2 separate regions of the Pan troglodytes genome follow, and region 2 is linked to region 1. A link is a contact called in public HiChIP or PLAC-seq data. All regions are on one chromosome and are shown on one strand. Each heading gives the region's core, a stretch centred on a gene start, on an enhancer-like site or on the middle of the called end of the contact. The rest is flanking DNA. Distances are from core to core; before and after follow the strand shown.

Region 1 (7,790 bases), core at 1,654-4,153:
TGGATGAACCTTGAAAACATCATGCCAAGTGAAAGAAAACTGACACAAAATACCACATTGGCAAATCCATAGAGATGGAAAGCATATTTGTGGCTTCCAGGCATTTAAGGGAAGCAGGGAATGGGAAGTAACTGCTTAATGGGTACAGGGATTCCATTTGGAATGATGAAAAAATTCTGGAACTAGATAGAGGTGATGGCTGCACCTCTATCATTGTATTTTACCACCCACAAAATCAGGATCAATTTTATGAGGTCAGATAAAAGATATTCCAAGCTGAGACACTTCCAATCCCTCCACGCTCTCACCACAAATACAATGATTAAAAGAATCATTTGCTTCAAAAAAAAAACACACAATATAAATAAAATGCTGTTGAAAAACATCACTGTTTTGATCATTATAATCCTTTTAAATGTCCTATTATAATATAATAAAATTGTATATTTAAGCCTTCTAAGAAAGGTTTTCACTTGATCTAAAACTGATATAAAATAATTATCTGGTGGGAGGACTGAGAAAAACAAAACCAGAACAACTTCTTATGATTAGCCACAAAAAACCCCAAATATGTATCTTGAATAAATTAAGATGCTTCTAATGTATTCATACTATAAACATTATGTTGGCATTTGCATTATATCCTTGGGAATTATATGACCTAAAGGTATTTTCTCAGAATAGATGTCCACACAAAAGAAAGTGAATGGTTTGGAAAAAATATTTAGATGAGGCACACAGTTCTAGAAACATTATAATGGTGGAAAAGGATTTGTCCAGAGAAATCAATTAGGAAAGCTCTGGAGAGAATCCATTATGCTCAATTATAATAAATAATATTTTCAATTAATCTAACTGCTGTTTATTTGAGATGATCAAATTGTCTATTTTCTGGTGTTTACCATTTTCATATTCATATATAATGTAATCAACAGCTGCCTCCTTGACTAATGATGTCCTTCCATTTACCTTCCTCATGCCTTTTCTTACCCTTCTTCATGCTGTTATGTGTGAACTCTGCCCTTCACTTTAGAGTTCTTCCAGTGACGCCTATTTAATAACTTTTTAGGACACACCTGAATTGTGATGGTTAGAGGTTTCCAACTTGGTCAAAGGAGGAAAAATCATGTTGTGTCTTGAGACATAGTGTGTAGAAAGTAGGTAAGTATAAATGCTGAGGTGAGACAGAAAGGAAAGAAAAACATGTTTATCTCAAAATCTCAAAAATTAAATCAAAAGCCAGAAATTCTAGAAATGCTAGAGACATTATGGGCAAATAATCTTGGGGAAAAAAATCTCATATTCATATCGTAACTTCTAAATAACGTTAAGTCTAACATGTGTCCACTGCTAACCTATTTTTTTCTTCCCTGATTTTAAATGGGATGTGTGGATATGCCCTCCCAATTACCATTTTATCTAAGGTGTCATTAGTAGTAAGACATACCATTATTTTACCCTCTATTAAGAAAGAAAAAAAACCTCCCCAATTAAACTATGACATGCCATCAATTTTAAGAAGGCTCCTGATTTCAGAAATGTGTAAATATCACTGGGTGCGGTGGCTGTTGCCTGTAATCCCAGCACTTTGGGAGGCCAAAGCAAGCGGATTGCTTCAGCTCAGGAGCTCGAGAACAGCCTGGGCAACATGGTGAAACCTGTCTCTACAAAAAATACAAAAATATTAGCCGGGCGTGGTGGCATGCACCTGTGGTCCCAGCTATTCAGGAGGCTGAGGTGGGAGGATCGCTTGAGCCTGGGAGGCAGAGGTTGCAGTGAGCCAAAATTGTGCCACTGCACCCCAGCGCCCCAGCCTGGGTGATACAGCTAGACCCTGTCTCAAGAAAAAAAAAAAAGTGTAAATGTCAAAAAAAAAAAAAAAAAACCCTTAACCTTTTGTAATCAATAAAATCACATTAAGTTTTTTAAAGAGGGCTATTTTAGCTTTATGTAGGCAGAAAGTAAGAACTAGCTTTAAACTGGAAATCAAAGCAAATCTACTTAAATTTTTCAGTTTAGAATCTATCTACACTTTAAGTCATGCTGTTATTTGTGTAGAATTTAAAACAATCTTCAATTTAAATGCCAACCTTCTTAAATCTTACTTTGTTTTTTTCAGGAAGCGATGATGTTTGAATAACCAGATGAAGCCCGCAGTTCACCTGAAATGTAAAAATTAAACCATAAAATTTGCTCTTAATACACAAACACATATTTCCAAAAAAAAAAAAGGTACAAACAGAAATATAACAAAAAATTAGAACACAATGCTCTATTTCTGTTTCTGGTAAATGATCTTGTTCTGAGGATTTGCTGAAAAGAATAAAATCACATCTAAGAATTAAAAGGTTTCACTGATTTATTTTCCAAAATGTCGGCAGCAATTTAACCCTCTAGTTAGTACCTCAGGCTTTCGACATTTGCCATTCAGGTCTAAATAAACATCTCAATGAGACAGGTGAAGGAGGTGGGAGTCCCTAATGATAAATTCTCTTCACAGTTAAAAGGAAAAGAAAAGAAAAAGGAATTGACTGGCCAAAGGAATTTAAATAAACCCAAGCCTTTCACAGCAGACCAGCTCCACCTTCTGGGGAGCCCAGATCCTGGACAAGACTTTGAGTACCCATCATACAATATTAAATTGTGCCTTGGTCCAGCCCACGAACCTCAAACCCTGGTCAGACAATAGCTTGAGTAGACCCAGCGGTGCCGGTCCTAATAATACAGCCCATCTCCTAGGACAAAGACGCCAGTCAGAAAGAGTACCAGTGGGAAGAAAGAGAAAGTAGAAGGCCCAACTTACGTTGTTCGCAGCCCGGCCAGAAACAGAGCGATATTTCCCGGGAATCATGATAGGAGACAGTCCAGGTTCTCTGTTAGATCTGCCTTCCAGGTGACGCTACAGCGGAGATTCAAAGAGACCCGAAAGAGGTCATCTCCCAGGCAACCTGCTCAGGGTTACCATGGAAACGACCATTTCCGGCCTGGACCTCTCCCGAATCGATAGAGCCACACAGTCGTTGCAGCTTCTAGTTGTATTCGTGAGAGCCCAGTGCGTCACCACTTCCTCGTTCTATTTTCCCAGCCTCATAAAAACAGAGCGGGAGTATTGGGAGGAGGATAAGCTGGGGAAGAGGCTGGCCACACTGGTTGCTATAACCACCACCACTTCCGGTCCGTTCTTCTTTACGGCCCACCTCAGCGCTGCCCGCGCGAAATTTGTATCCCTCTGCGTGTGTCCACTGGCTCCTGGGGAGCAGCGCAGGGAGGAGGAGGAGGAAGATATCAAAGAGCCCTCCCATTGGGGGCCCCAGATCGCCACTTCCGGTGACCAGAGGTAGGGAAGGAAACAATCCCGACCCGGAGTGGACAGGTGAGGAGGGGAGGACTTGCCTCGCCGAGGCCGCTGCGAGGAGCGTGCCCAAGGGCGAAGGTCCAGGGAGCCCGGCTCCCGCGCACCGAAGACGGCCGCCATGCCGGCCCGTTGTGTGGCCGCCCACTGCGGCAACACCACCAAGTCTGGGAAGTCGCTGTTCCGCTTTCCCAAGGACCGGGCCGTGCGGCTGCTCTGGGACCGCTTCGTGCGGGGCTGCCGCGCCGACTGGTACGGAGGCAATGACCGCTCGGTCATCTGCTCTGACCACTTTGCCCCAGCCTGTTTTGATGTCTCTTCGGTTATCCAGAAGAACCTGCGCTTCTCCCAGCGCCTGAGGCTGGTGGCAGGCGCCGTGCCCACCCTGCACCGGGTGCCCGCCCCGGCACCTAAGTGGGGAGAGGAGGGAGACCAAGCAGGCCGCCTGGACACGAGAGGAGAGCTCCAGGCAGCCAGGCATTCTGAGGCTGCCCCAGGTCCAGTCTCCTGTACACGCCCCCGAGCTGGGAAGCAGGCTGCGGCTTCACAGGTAAAGAGAGACCACCGAAGGTTGTGTAAGGACCCCTGGACTCTGGCTGGGCTCCTCCACTTAGTGTCACCTTGGGAAAGGCACCTCATCTCGAAAGTTCCTGTTTTCTAATCTGCAAAGTTAGGGGTGTGCTTTAGAGGTGATCTCCAAGGTCCCACTTATCATTAACACTTTGGAATTAAGTGACCCAGTTAATTCCTTCTAACTGCTCCTCCCCCAAAACACACACACACACACACACACACACACACACACACACACACAGTCTTGTCCTGCAGAGTAGTGAGTTGCTTTCACTCGCTGCTCCAGAGTTTTTAAATAGAAAGGGTTTAATTTGAGCAAATCTCCAGGATTGGAGTGCTTGAAACTGTGTTTGCATAACATTACATAAGCTTGAGGAAAGTCCCTTATTTGTATCACAAATGATGGGGCGAAGGAGATGTGGAGCTACAGATGAAGATGATGGAGCTTGCTAATAAATCCCTTCCCACCCCAAGCTTCCTTTATGACTGATAACTAGCTCCAGCTGCCTTTAAGTTCAGTATCCCTAGTGAGCTGACTTTCCCCATCTTGCTCTCTTCTGCCTACTTTTCTGTTCCTTCTAAACATTGTTTGCACTCATTTTGCATCTGGTTACTACTACCTTCTTCCCCACGTACCATTTTAAAGAAAACTTTCCAGCCTTCCTTGTGATAAACTTCAGCCTTACCACCATTACACAGATTAAATTATAGCAAGAGGTTAGTAATTTCCTCAGGGGTCTGTAATCCTTACTTAGGTCCGGTTGCCAGACCAACACTCTTTCTGCAGTACTAACCTGCTTCCTACATTGGGGTGGGTATTTAAGACCCTTTAATGGCATCTTGCAATTATTAAGATAAAGAGCAAAATTATTAACCCAATTTACATGGCCCTGCATGTTTTTTCCCCCTGCATACCACACTAGCCCTAACCAAGGCCACTGTCCCTGTTGCTCACTGTGTACCATCATGCTGACCTTTCAGTTCTTGGACATACTATACTATATTACTTCCTACCAACAAGACTTTGCTCAGTTGTTGCATGTATTATAATATCCTGGAACTATGCCCCTCCCACTCCCATCATTGCCAATTAAGTCTTTTTCCCTTAAAAATCAGCTAAACATCTTTCCCCTTGATCCCTTAGTTATGTACTCTCATTCTTTGTGTACTCCATGTGATTCAATAGCACAGATACTTCAGTAGCACTTACCATAATTGCCATGAAATAATTGTGTAGTTTGCTTAATATTTGTTTCTCATATTAGAATGTAAGCTCCATGAGAGCTAGGATCATGTCTGATTTCTTTGCCATTGTATTGCAGTGCCTAAAACAATATTTTACAAATTTAAGTAATTCAATAAATATTTATGGAATGATTACATGACTATAAGAACAAATTTTTGCATTATAATTGAATTTTCAATTATCTGCCAGTTTCCCTCCTCACCAAGCTGTATACCTGTCAAGATAGCTGTCCTTTCCTTGAACCATCTGTCCACCATCACCACCTATACAAACTTTGCCCAAACATATACATCCACATACATATATATGTGTGTAGCAAGAGAGATAAATACTAAACATGTGCCACACACATCCCCCTACACCATTTTTCTTCTTCATAATTACACAACCTAATCAAAAATTGGGAGAAGAAAAGCCAAGCTAGTCAAACAACCAAAGTCTTTATAACCCATAAAAACTAACCATTGGGAAACAGATCCAGCATACATAATAAATCTGTTTTCCATTTAGTAAGTATAACCAGCCAAAATTTATAACAATCCATAGTACATTAATATACTTGCTGAATTACTAGAAAACTATGTGTGAGTTCTAAAATAGTCACTTTAAAAGTATATAAGGTTAAAAAGATTTTGAGTTGATAGCAATAAATGTTTAGCCTGGTCTGGATAAAGAACCCTAACCACATCGCTAAAAAATTGGCTTGTCTATCTGACTTCTTCCCCCACCCAATGTTTTTCTTCCCAATCCCAGGACTAACTGTCTAAAAATCAGATTTCCAGTGATTCTGCAACATTTATTGAAGAGCTATTGTAGACACTGTTCTGGGTGCTTGGTGCTATATATAGATCAATATAAATATGAGTGTTACATATCTTTAGGGGGCTTCCGAAAAGATAAGACACCACTTCCAAGGAAAGAAAGGGGCTTATTTATTGTTTTCCCTTAACTGTTAATTTTGTATTCTTTTTTAAAAAACCCAACTGAATTTTTTAAATTGTTGACTTGAACTATAGCAAATACACAGAAAAGTGAACAAATCTTAAGTGGACAAGTCATTAAATTATCATAAACTGAACATGTGTAACCACAACCCAAGTCAAAGAAACAGAACATTGCTAGCACCCCAGGAGTCCCTATATCACCCCATATCCAGCCCCTCCCCTCTCCTCAAAGGTAACCAAGTTTGCTTTTTTTTGGGGGGGGGGGATTTCATATAAATCAAATCATACTGTAGCCATTTTCTGTGTCTGGCTTCTTTTGTTCAACATTACATTTTTGAGATTCATCCATATTGTTGCATATAACAGTAGTTCATTTTCATTATTATGTAGTATTCCATTGTATGAATATACCAAAATTTGTCTGTCTATTGTTGAACATTTGGGTTGTTACCCATTGGGGCTATCATAAGTAATACTACCATAAACTCTTGTATATGTGTTTTGGTCCACGTGTGCACACATTTCTGAGGATATATACCTAGAATTGCTGGGTCATAGTATTACATTAAACTTCAGTAGATAATACCAAATAGTTTTCTAAAATACTTGTACCAATTTACACTTCTACCACAAGTATGATAGTTTCCATTGTTCCACATTCTTGCCTATACGTGGGATTTCTAGTCTTTCACATCTGAGTCCATTTGCAGAGTGCGTAGTAATGTTTTTGCTTTTCATCCCCCGATTACTGATGAAATTAGTAAGGAAACACCTTTTCAAATATTAATTGGATATTTAGGTAGCCTTCAGTGACATGCCCTTTTAAATCTAGCCCATTTTTCTGTTGGATTGTCTGTCTTTTCTTGTTGATTTAGAATTTTTAATAGATTCTGCCTGGAAGTCCTTTTTCAGTTAAATGTTTTTATCTTCTCCCACTATGGGTTGCCTCTTGGTTCTTAATAATGTCTTTTGATGTACTGAAGTTCTTAATTCTGATGTAGTCCAAATTGCCAATAATTTTCCTTATTCTTAATACTTAAAACATTTTACTATGCTGTTTGTAATAAACTTTGTTGTTTTTACTTTTTATATTTAGATCTAATTCAGAATCGATTTTTGTGTTTGGTGTGAGGTAGGATTTAAGTTTCATTTTCCCCAACATTGATACCCATTTGACTCAACATCTTTTATTGAAACTACTAGCATTTCTTCTTGGCCTTGCAATGTCAAGTTTGTCATAAATCAAGTGCCCTTTATATGCATAGGTCTGTTTCCACATACTTTATTCTGTTTCACTTATCTGTTTGCCTAAGCAAAAGTATCACAGTGTCTTATATAGCTTTATTAAGAATTAATATTCAATTGATTAATACCTCTTACCTTGTTCATGTTTGTGGATATTTTGACTATGTTGGGCTCTTTAGATTTCTAGATACATTTCAGAATTGATTTGTCAATTTTCACAAGTTACTCACTAGGATTTTGATTATGACTCCATGGAATTCATAAATGAATATGGGAATAAATGGCATATTGACAATATTGACTCTTCTAATCCATGAACATATATCTCCATTTATTTGGGTTTTTAAATTTTTCTTAGAAGTGTTTTATGGCATTTGTTGTAGAGGTCTTACATATCTTTCATTAGATTTATTCACAGCTATTTGATTTT
Region 2 (7,790 bases), core at 3,092-5,591, 230 kb before region 1:
ATCTGTCAACGGCCAGATCCCATGCTGGGAAAGGAGGTTCAACTCACCGTGCCTGCAGGGAGGAAGGGGCTGGCTTTGCCTGTCCAGCCCTATTCGGGGGGTCCCAAACCAAGCAACTTGGGGCTCTTGAACAAACCCACCCTGGTCTTTCTCCCTGAGCACTCGCTCAGGTCCCAAAAGAAATTCATAGTGAGTCTGGTGGCAGGTGGGTTTACATGCCTTTGAGTAAGCTGAGGGGGCTGGGCCTTCAGGACTGAACTAAAGACCCCTCGGGCCAAAAGAGAGGACCCTCTTCCTGGCCTTGGCCACAACTCTCCATTGCTCACTCCTCAGAGTCAAAGTCAGGGCCTCTGTCAAAAAGGAACATGCTGCCTGGGATAAAGTGGCGTATTAACCCACCACCTGTCGCTAGAACCACATTGTAAAGGAAGACCAGGGCAGTGGTCCCCAAACCTGGGTGTGCAGAAGAATCGCCTGAGGTAATCTTAAAAACGCCAGTTCTCGAGCCCTGCTTCCACCCTGGAGCCTGTGTTTTCTTTCACCAGATCTGAATTTTGATTCAGATGTTCCTAGGACAACTGTTTCAGGAAATAATGATATAGTGGAAAGAACACCAGATTTAGAGAGCTGGGTTTAAGATTTCAGCTCCAAACCTGAGCTGCTGACCTCAGGCAAGTAAGCCTCAACTTTCTTACTGTACAATGCAGATGCTGATGTCTCCCTTCTAGGTGGCTGGGAGGATTAAAAGAGAAACCACTGAAAGCCCCAAGCATTGCACACACCAGTGCTCACTAAGCATGGCCCCAGTGAGGCTAACAAGCCAGCGAGGCTGTGGGCACAGAAGTAAGTTTTGACAGTAGGAGGAAAAGAGAGCAAAACAGGCCTAGATGATGAAGGGGTGTCCCAGCCTCAGCACAGCGGTCCTGCGGAGGAGGAGTAAAATTGGGGGATCCCAAGAGGGGGCCAGAGGCAGCAAAGCAGCCTAAAGCCAGAGCTTCCCCTGAATCTTCTCCTCACCTGCGTCAGCCTGCATCATGTGTTGGCTTCCAGCATGACATTTTTAATCCATTTTCACAGCGAGGATATTCAACAAATACACATGAAACCTTTATATCTGCGCGTAAGTAAACATCACGATTCTGCATACACACGCAAAGAAAAAGAAAAGGTGGGAAAACCAGAAAGAAGAGGAGAGAGAAGGGAAAAGTGAGATGAGGGGTCAAACCCAGGCAAATAGTCATGTGCTTTCAAGTGTGTTGGGGCCACTAACATGCAGACAGTGTGTTCCATGACCTGGAGAGGCCCAAGGAGGCTGCTCAGGGGAAACCTCAGAGTGGCTGGGGAGGCAAGGCTCATCCAGGCTGAACATAGAGCAGGCACAAAGAATGCAGGGAAGAGACACAGGAGTGTGTGCAAGAAAGGCTGGGTGGGATACACTGCCTGGCAAAATTTAGATCAGAAGAGGGGAAATCTGAATTTCTGAGCTGGGGATGGGAGGTGTGGGGAGGGCAGATAAGACCATGATAGAGACTGGGTGAGTGGAGGGATGGCCTTCAAGCAGGAAGGCGTTGGGATGGCTCTTGGATCAATAAAGTAGACTAGGATTAGGAAACATTTTAAATGCCCTGATGAAAATTAACCTGGATTCAACCGTGTCCATACAGTACTTTCCTATCTCTCAGTCTTTCCTCGAGCTCTTTCCTCTGCTTGGCCTGTCCTCCCTCCCCACCAGCCTTTCCCATCTCCTTGAACTCCTCCTTAGGCTTCAAAGCCCAGTGGTAACTGCCCTAGCTCCTCCCATGCAGAATCAATTTCTCCCTCATTCGCATCTCCTTGATGTTTTGCACATCCCCCTTGTATTGCGGTTATTTCTTTACTTCCCTTTCTCCCCTGGGTGGTTATTTATCATCTGCTAGCCTGTGGACTCCCTGAAGGCAATGATATTGTCTTGTTCATAGCGTAAGCTCCAGCACATAGTAACAGTCCCTGGCACATAGCAGATGCTCAGAAATATCTGTTGGAGATAAATTAAATAGAAGTGAATACTGGGGAGCCATTGTGATTTCTTGAGAGAAATGATGTGGTGAAATCAGAATTTCAGAAATATTAATCTATCAGCATGAAAGAAGATGGATTAAAATGAAGAAAGCAACTCGTGGCTGGGAGTCAAGAGGGGAGATTATTACTGTAATTTGGACATGGCTGAAGGTGGGGGCAGTGGGAATGGAGACAGGGAAATAATTCCTCAGATATCACAAAAGAATGTGGAAGAGATTTTGCGATGAATGAGCTATAAATGTGGGGGACAGAATGGGAGTGTTGGGAACATTTAAACATTGAGACTCCCAGCAATTAGGATAAAAGTGGTACCACGGAGAGAAATGTGGGGGATGGAGAAGACGGCAATACACAGCCTCTGTGTAGGATAACTGATGGCAATCTCCACAAGTTTTTCTAGGCAAAAACAAAAACAAACTCCAAGTCAAAAATCTCCCCACCCCTGATCTTCCTCCCAAACTCTGGGCTGTATTTTTCTTTCGCTAACAGCCAGTAAGAAACATTTCTTTATGGCATAGGAGACTAAAAAGAAGGTAATGCCAAGCGGGTGCCCCGCCCAGTGCTGGGCACAGAGGAGATCACATGAGTTCAACTGGCCAGCCTCCCCACAAGAAACCAACCCAGTTGCTTATTCAGAAGGGGCTCCAGTATCCTGATCACCCAAACTCATTTCCCAGGCCCAGACCTCTGGGAAATCCCTGCTCCAGCCCTGCAGAGATTTATAGGAAAGTCCCAGGACGCCCATCTGCTTGCTTCCTCACATTAATTTCAGGGCTAGGATTTTGTTTTCTAAAGGAATTCAACTATGATGCCAACAAAAATCTATAGGAATTGAAGAGTTCCGTATTTTAAGTCACATTTTTAAAATGTTTGCTTCTTTGTGTATTGAGACCCAATAAGACCCTAGTAAGTCCAGTTACTCCATCACCTCCAACAATATCAATCAAGTAGAAGACACGCAGATTTTAAAAGCTGTGTGATCCTTGAAAAATCTTCAGACTGTTATGGGTCCTGGGTGCCTCCAACTGTGAAAGGAGGGTTGGACAAGGCGGTTCCTTAGATCTCTCTCGGGTATCTATTTCTCTAATTCCAAATTCCAACAGGCATCCAATGACTGCTACCCACGTCCAAGCTTTAGACCCATAGCCCGAAAAGGGCGAAGCGCAGCGTGGTAGAGATCGCAAAGGAGACAGGAAGAGAAGCAAAGCATGCATTTTTAGTAAGACGGCAAAGGAGGCTGGGAGGTACGGTGCTGGGTGCGGACTGCTTAAAAAACTTATTAGACCACAAATTCCAGATACTTAGGTGGGCCCGAGAACGCCCTAAAATCCCCTTCCCAAGTCAGGGCTGATGTTATTTCAAAGAAAAAGAAAACTTAACTTCCAGATCTGTAGAGCTCCAAGGTGAGCTCGCTGTGCAAAAGCTACTTCTGTAAGTGCGCCAAGGGGCCGCAGGTACTTAGGCTGCACTTGAGGAAGTGTCCAGAGTTGGCGGAAACAACCCATCCACTCGGGCTCCAGGCGCTCGCTGGGTTGCAGCAACTAAACTGAGACAGACAGACACACAGATCCGAGGCCCCAGGCCAGGACTCAAGGAGCGCTGACCGAGACTTGCCCGGCTCTCGGGCCCCAGGCGGGAGGGAGGCGAGGCTGAGGTGGGGGGCGCACGGGCTGGGTGTGCACTCGCCGGTCCCCTCCGACCCAACCCGGGGAGCACGGGGCCCCGACCCGGGGACGACTGAGGTGGATTGTCCCTAGAGTTTAAGACTGTCCCTAGAGTCGAGGGTGGAGGGATGAGCGCCGGCGCCAGCACAGAGCAAGACTCCCAGCAAGGAAGAGAACCAGAGAAGGAGGCGCAGCCGTCCGCACGGAACAGGCGCGCGCTGGCTCCCCGAGCCCGGAGCGGCGCAGCCCGCGGCGCCCCGGACACACCCACTGGGTAGCCCGCGCCAGCCCGCCCCGCCGGCCAGAGAGCGGGAGCCGGAGCCTGGGCAGCGGAAGCCGGGTCGGGGCCGCGCGGGCGGCGCGCAGGGGACGCGGGGCGCGCGGCTCTGCTCACCTGGCGGTCCGCGTCCCGGAGCGACCGGCGGCCGCCTCGCCTCGCCTCGCCCCCGCGTGGTTCCCGGCGCCGGGCAGCCCCGAGCGCCGCCGCATGGACGGCCGCCGCCGCCCAGCCGCCCCGCGCCCGCCCTGCACGGGTTTCCGCTGTGCCCCGATTCCGCGTCGGGCTGCGCGGGCGGCCAGCGGTTCAGGCGCGAGCGGAGAGCTCTGGCTCAGAGTTTGCGATCCGAGAGCGGGATCCGCGCTCCCTCGGTCCTTCCTCCCTCCCCTCTTGCGGCCTCCCGCTGTCATCTGGAGCCGCTCCTGCCGCCCCCTGGCGGCGACCGCGGGAAGGGCCGGCCCCCATCCGCACCCCCGACCCCCGAGGTCAACAACAGGATGGTCCCTGGGTCCCAGGGGAAGAGACATCACCCAGTAGGAGGGAGCACGGTCTAGACAGAGGCCACGAGGGCGGGAGGGGGCGAGAGTGGAGAGTGGCCCAGCTGGCCAGGGTCGTCTAAGTGAGAGGAAAAGGGAGAGGGCGGTTGAGACCAGGCCCTGAATTCCGCGTTCATCTTATCCTGAGGTCTGTGGGGACCTGTTGAAGGACTGGGGCAGGGGACGGACGCGGGCATCCTTCCATGTGGAACAGCCATTCCGGCAGCATCAGGATGGGGCGGAGGCAAAGCGGGGAGTGGGCGAGGCAAGTGGTGCTGTAAACCTGTGCGAGAAGGGGGCGGTGACTCTAAGGGCAGGAAGGAGCCCTGGTCACACACACACTCCCACGCAACGTAGGACGCGCTGGGCTCCTTCTGAGGCCAAGGGGAAAGGACAAGAGCCCTCCAAATTCCAACTGGGGTTAGACAGCATGGGGAGGAGACACACACACCCTGACAGCCAGAGCCGTTCGGGATTCTTTCTTGTCTTATTCAGAGTAATATTTTGTTGGGGAAAAAAAAGCCTGCTGCAAAAAAATAATAATTATTATTATTATCATTAATAATGATAAAAATCAAACTTTGATCCCTTCGTTTTACGAATTGGGAAATTATTGCCCCCAAAAGGGCATGACCAAAGTGACGCGCTTAGTTAATGGAGGGAAAATTACTAGGGCCCAGTTTCTTGAGTCCTAATTCAGAGCCAAATTCTTTACATTCGAGCCAAGGTGTTCAGAGCTGGGAAGGCAGGAAATAGAGTGACTGTGAGGAACTGTCTCGTTTTTCCCCAGAGCAGGGAGGGGGTGACAAATATTTGAAGAGGCTGTCCAGATACAGGCGTTTCCCTAAATTTCAGTCAGCCTGTTTGTTTATCGCTGCCTCTAAAGCTTGCCTGCAGGGGTTGTTTTGAAAGTGCAGGTGTACCGAGAGGACAATGAAGGAGGTGGCAGAATGCAAGCTCCCTGCCCCAGAGCCAGGCAGCACCAGGGCTGGGTGCAGAGCGCTTCGTGGGAGCAGAAGGGAGCTCCCAGGGAAGATTGTCCTCCAGAAAAAAAAAAAAATTAACAAAAGGGAAAGTGGCTACTCAAGAGATTAGGCCAAAGAAAGAAACACCATTTTGAGCGCCGACTACTGGCCCAGAGCCTGGCAGAGCCAGTTCTGACTGATTCAAGAGCTGGTTCCAATGGGATGAAATAATTCCACACTTGATCAAACAGATTTTGATGGGAGGCACCTGGTGTAAATGGGATTAGATTAATTCTGAGTGTCACGAATCTCATGGGTCCAAATTAAGTCGATCTAACAGCTCTAGTAAATACTGGCCAGTTTAAACCATTTAGAACTGATTAAAAAAAAAAAACCTGCGCAACTTTAGAATGTACTTAATGTCACTGAATTATACACTTAAAAATGGTTAAAATGGAAATTTTTATGTTATGTACATTTTACCATAATTTTAAAAAAGCAAAACTAATAAGATTTGTTCAAACAAGATTGATTTATTCATTCATTTGAGACAGGTATTTAGTGCCGAGTGTGGCCTTGGTGCTAGGATTCAAAGAGGAAAGGAAGAAAACTTTCCATTCTAAAAGAAACTCTACGTATGGCGAAGAAGATGAAATATAGTCAGAAAACCATACCAGTAGGTGGTAGGTAAATGCAGAAGTATTTAAGAGCTCATACAGGAGTGCCTGCCTCAGGACAGGGAATCTGAGATGCTCCGCAGAGCTGGATCTTAAAGAATGGAGTGAGTTCATCACATAAGGTCTGGGGCGAACAGGGCTTAGGAGCAAAGGATGTGGTTTTGTTTGTTATTTTTTAATTTTGAAATAATTTTAGACAAGTTTCACAAATAGTACAAAGAATCCCCTTATATCTCCCACCCTCTTCCTCTAATGTTAACATCCGACATAACCAAAGTATGTTTATTAGTGAGCAAACTTGATTCGACAGACCTAGGCTGGCTCCTTAGAAGTGATTCCAGTCCATTTTCAACCTTGGTCAAATTGTTTTGACCATATTTTGCTTATATGTCACAAGAAAGTCTCTTTCTTTAAAGTCAAGATAATACTTGTTTTATTGTTTATTTATTTTGAGAGAGTATCTTGCTCTGTCACCCAGGCTGGGGTGCAGTGGCACGATTGCAGCTCACTGCAGGCTCCACCTCCTGGGCTCAAGCAATCCTCTCACTGCGGCCTCCCAAGTAGCTGAGACTACAGGCGTGCGCCACCACATTTGACTAATTTTTTTTTCATTTTTTATTTTTAGTAGAAAGGAGGTATTGCTGTGTTGCCCAGGCTGGTCTCAAACTCCTGAGCTCAAGTGATCCTCCGTTCTTGGCCTCCCAAAGTGCTGAGATTACAGGCATGAGCCACAGAGACCAGCCTATACTCATTTTAAACAAAGAGATATTTATATTATGTGTAAGCATCAGTGAATATTAAGTATGCTAAGACAGCAAGTTTTAATCTTTCAGTCCTGTTATATTTCTGCTTTTATCCAAATGTGTCTGTTACGTATGAATCAGAAGAGCAGAATGTGGTCCTTGCATATAAAATAGCTTACTGACCCTCACCGAAAGAGAGAGCCAAGAATATGTGCTTCAGATCACAAGCAAAGGCTAGCCTGTGTTTACCTAGGCTGGGGGCCTGCCTGGCATGTCAGTGTCAGCTATACACAGCATCTTGGAGGGTGGGTCACCCCTTTGCATATCTGATGTGGTGAGCTACTCACTACCTCATAAAATAGCCACATTGTTCTTAGAGGCTCTTTGTTAGAAATTCCCTTTTAATTTTGACTTGAAACCTTTTGCCCTGTAATTATTATCCATTGGCCCTAGAGGCAGCTCCTAAAGGGACAGACAAGAAACATAACTCCTCTGTCATGTGTCAGTTCTATGTAAGACAGCTCTAGCTTACACCTGTTGTCCTATTGTAATTATTAATTAATTATTAATAGTACCCCCCTTCATTCTCTTGTCCTAGTTAAGTTGATAAATGATGCATACAACATCCTATAGAAGACTGTCACCACCCCACCTCACTGATCAGCCCTCTGCCTACAGCCACACCCACAGAACATTCAGCCATTTCTCCTGTGGTTCCCAGCCTGCAGCACAGCGTCTGCACGTGGTGAGGGCTCCCAAATCTCTGAGGAATGAATGGCTCACTGCTGAGAGCAACCTTCTGGGAGTTCAGGGCATGTGGAACTGGAATAAGAGCAACGTGTGAACAGATTACAGGAAGGCAATGCAGGA

What was found. HiChIP or PLAC-seq counts read pairs in DNA pulled down with a chosen protein or histone mark.
Region 2: a contact with region 1 is called in an H3K4me3 HiChIP or PLAC-seq map of stem cell-derived excitatory neurons, with 2.3 times the contacts expected there. The contact joins the promoter of THSD4 here to the promoter of LRRC49 in region 1. A contact is called at or near these places in 1 of 7 Hi-C or Micro-C datasets (stem cell-derived neural progenitor cells) and 1 of 1 datasets of contacts at active chromatin or transcription factors (stem cell-derived excitatory neurons).

Annotation. Positions count from the first base shown.
Region 1 is chr16:62,885,233-62,893,022 of NHGRI_mPanTro3-v2.0_pri, reverse strand. It overlaps LRRC49 (leucine rich repeat containing 49), which reads right to left and starts at 2,903. Exons shown (of 16, transcript NM_001246364.1): 1 at 2,804-2,903; 2 at 2,106-2,162. The coding sequence starts at 2,851. It overlaps THAP10 (THAP domain containing 10), which reads left to right and starts at 3,401. Exons shown (of 3, transcript XM_523207.7): 1 at 3,401-3,902. The coding sequence starts at 3,474.
Region 2 is chr16:63,111,804-63,119,593 of NHGRI_mPanTro3-v2.0_pri, reverse strand. It overlaps THSD4 (thrombospondin type 1 domain containing 4), which reads right to left and starts at 4,341. Exons shown (of 18, transcript XM_009429466.5): 1 at 4,117-4,341. It overlaps CT62 (cancer/testis associated 62), which reads left to right and starts at 4,312. Exons shown (of 4, transcript NM_001252009.3): 1 at 4,312-4,683; 2 at 6,055-6,183; 3 at 7,519-7,665. The coding sequence starts at 7,531.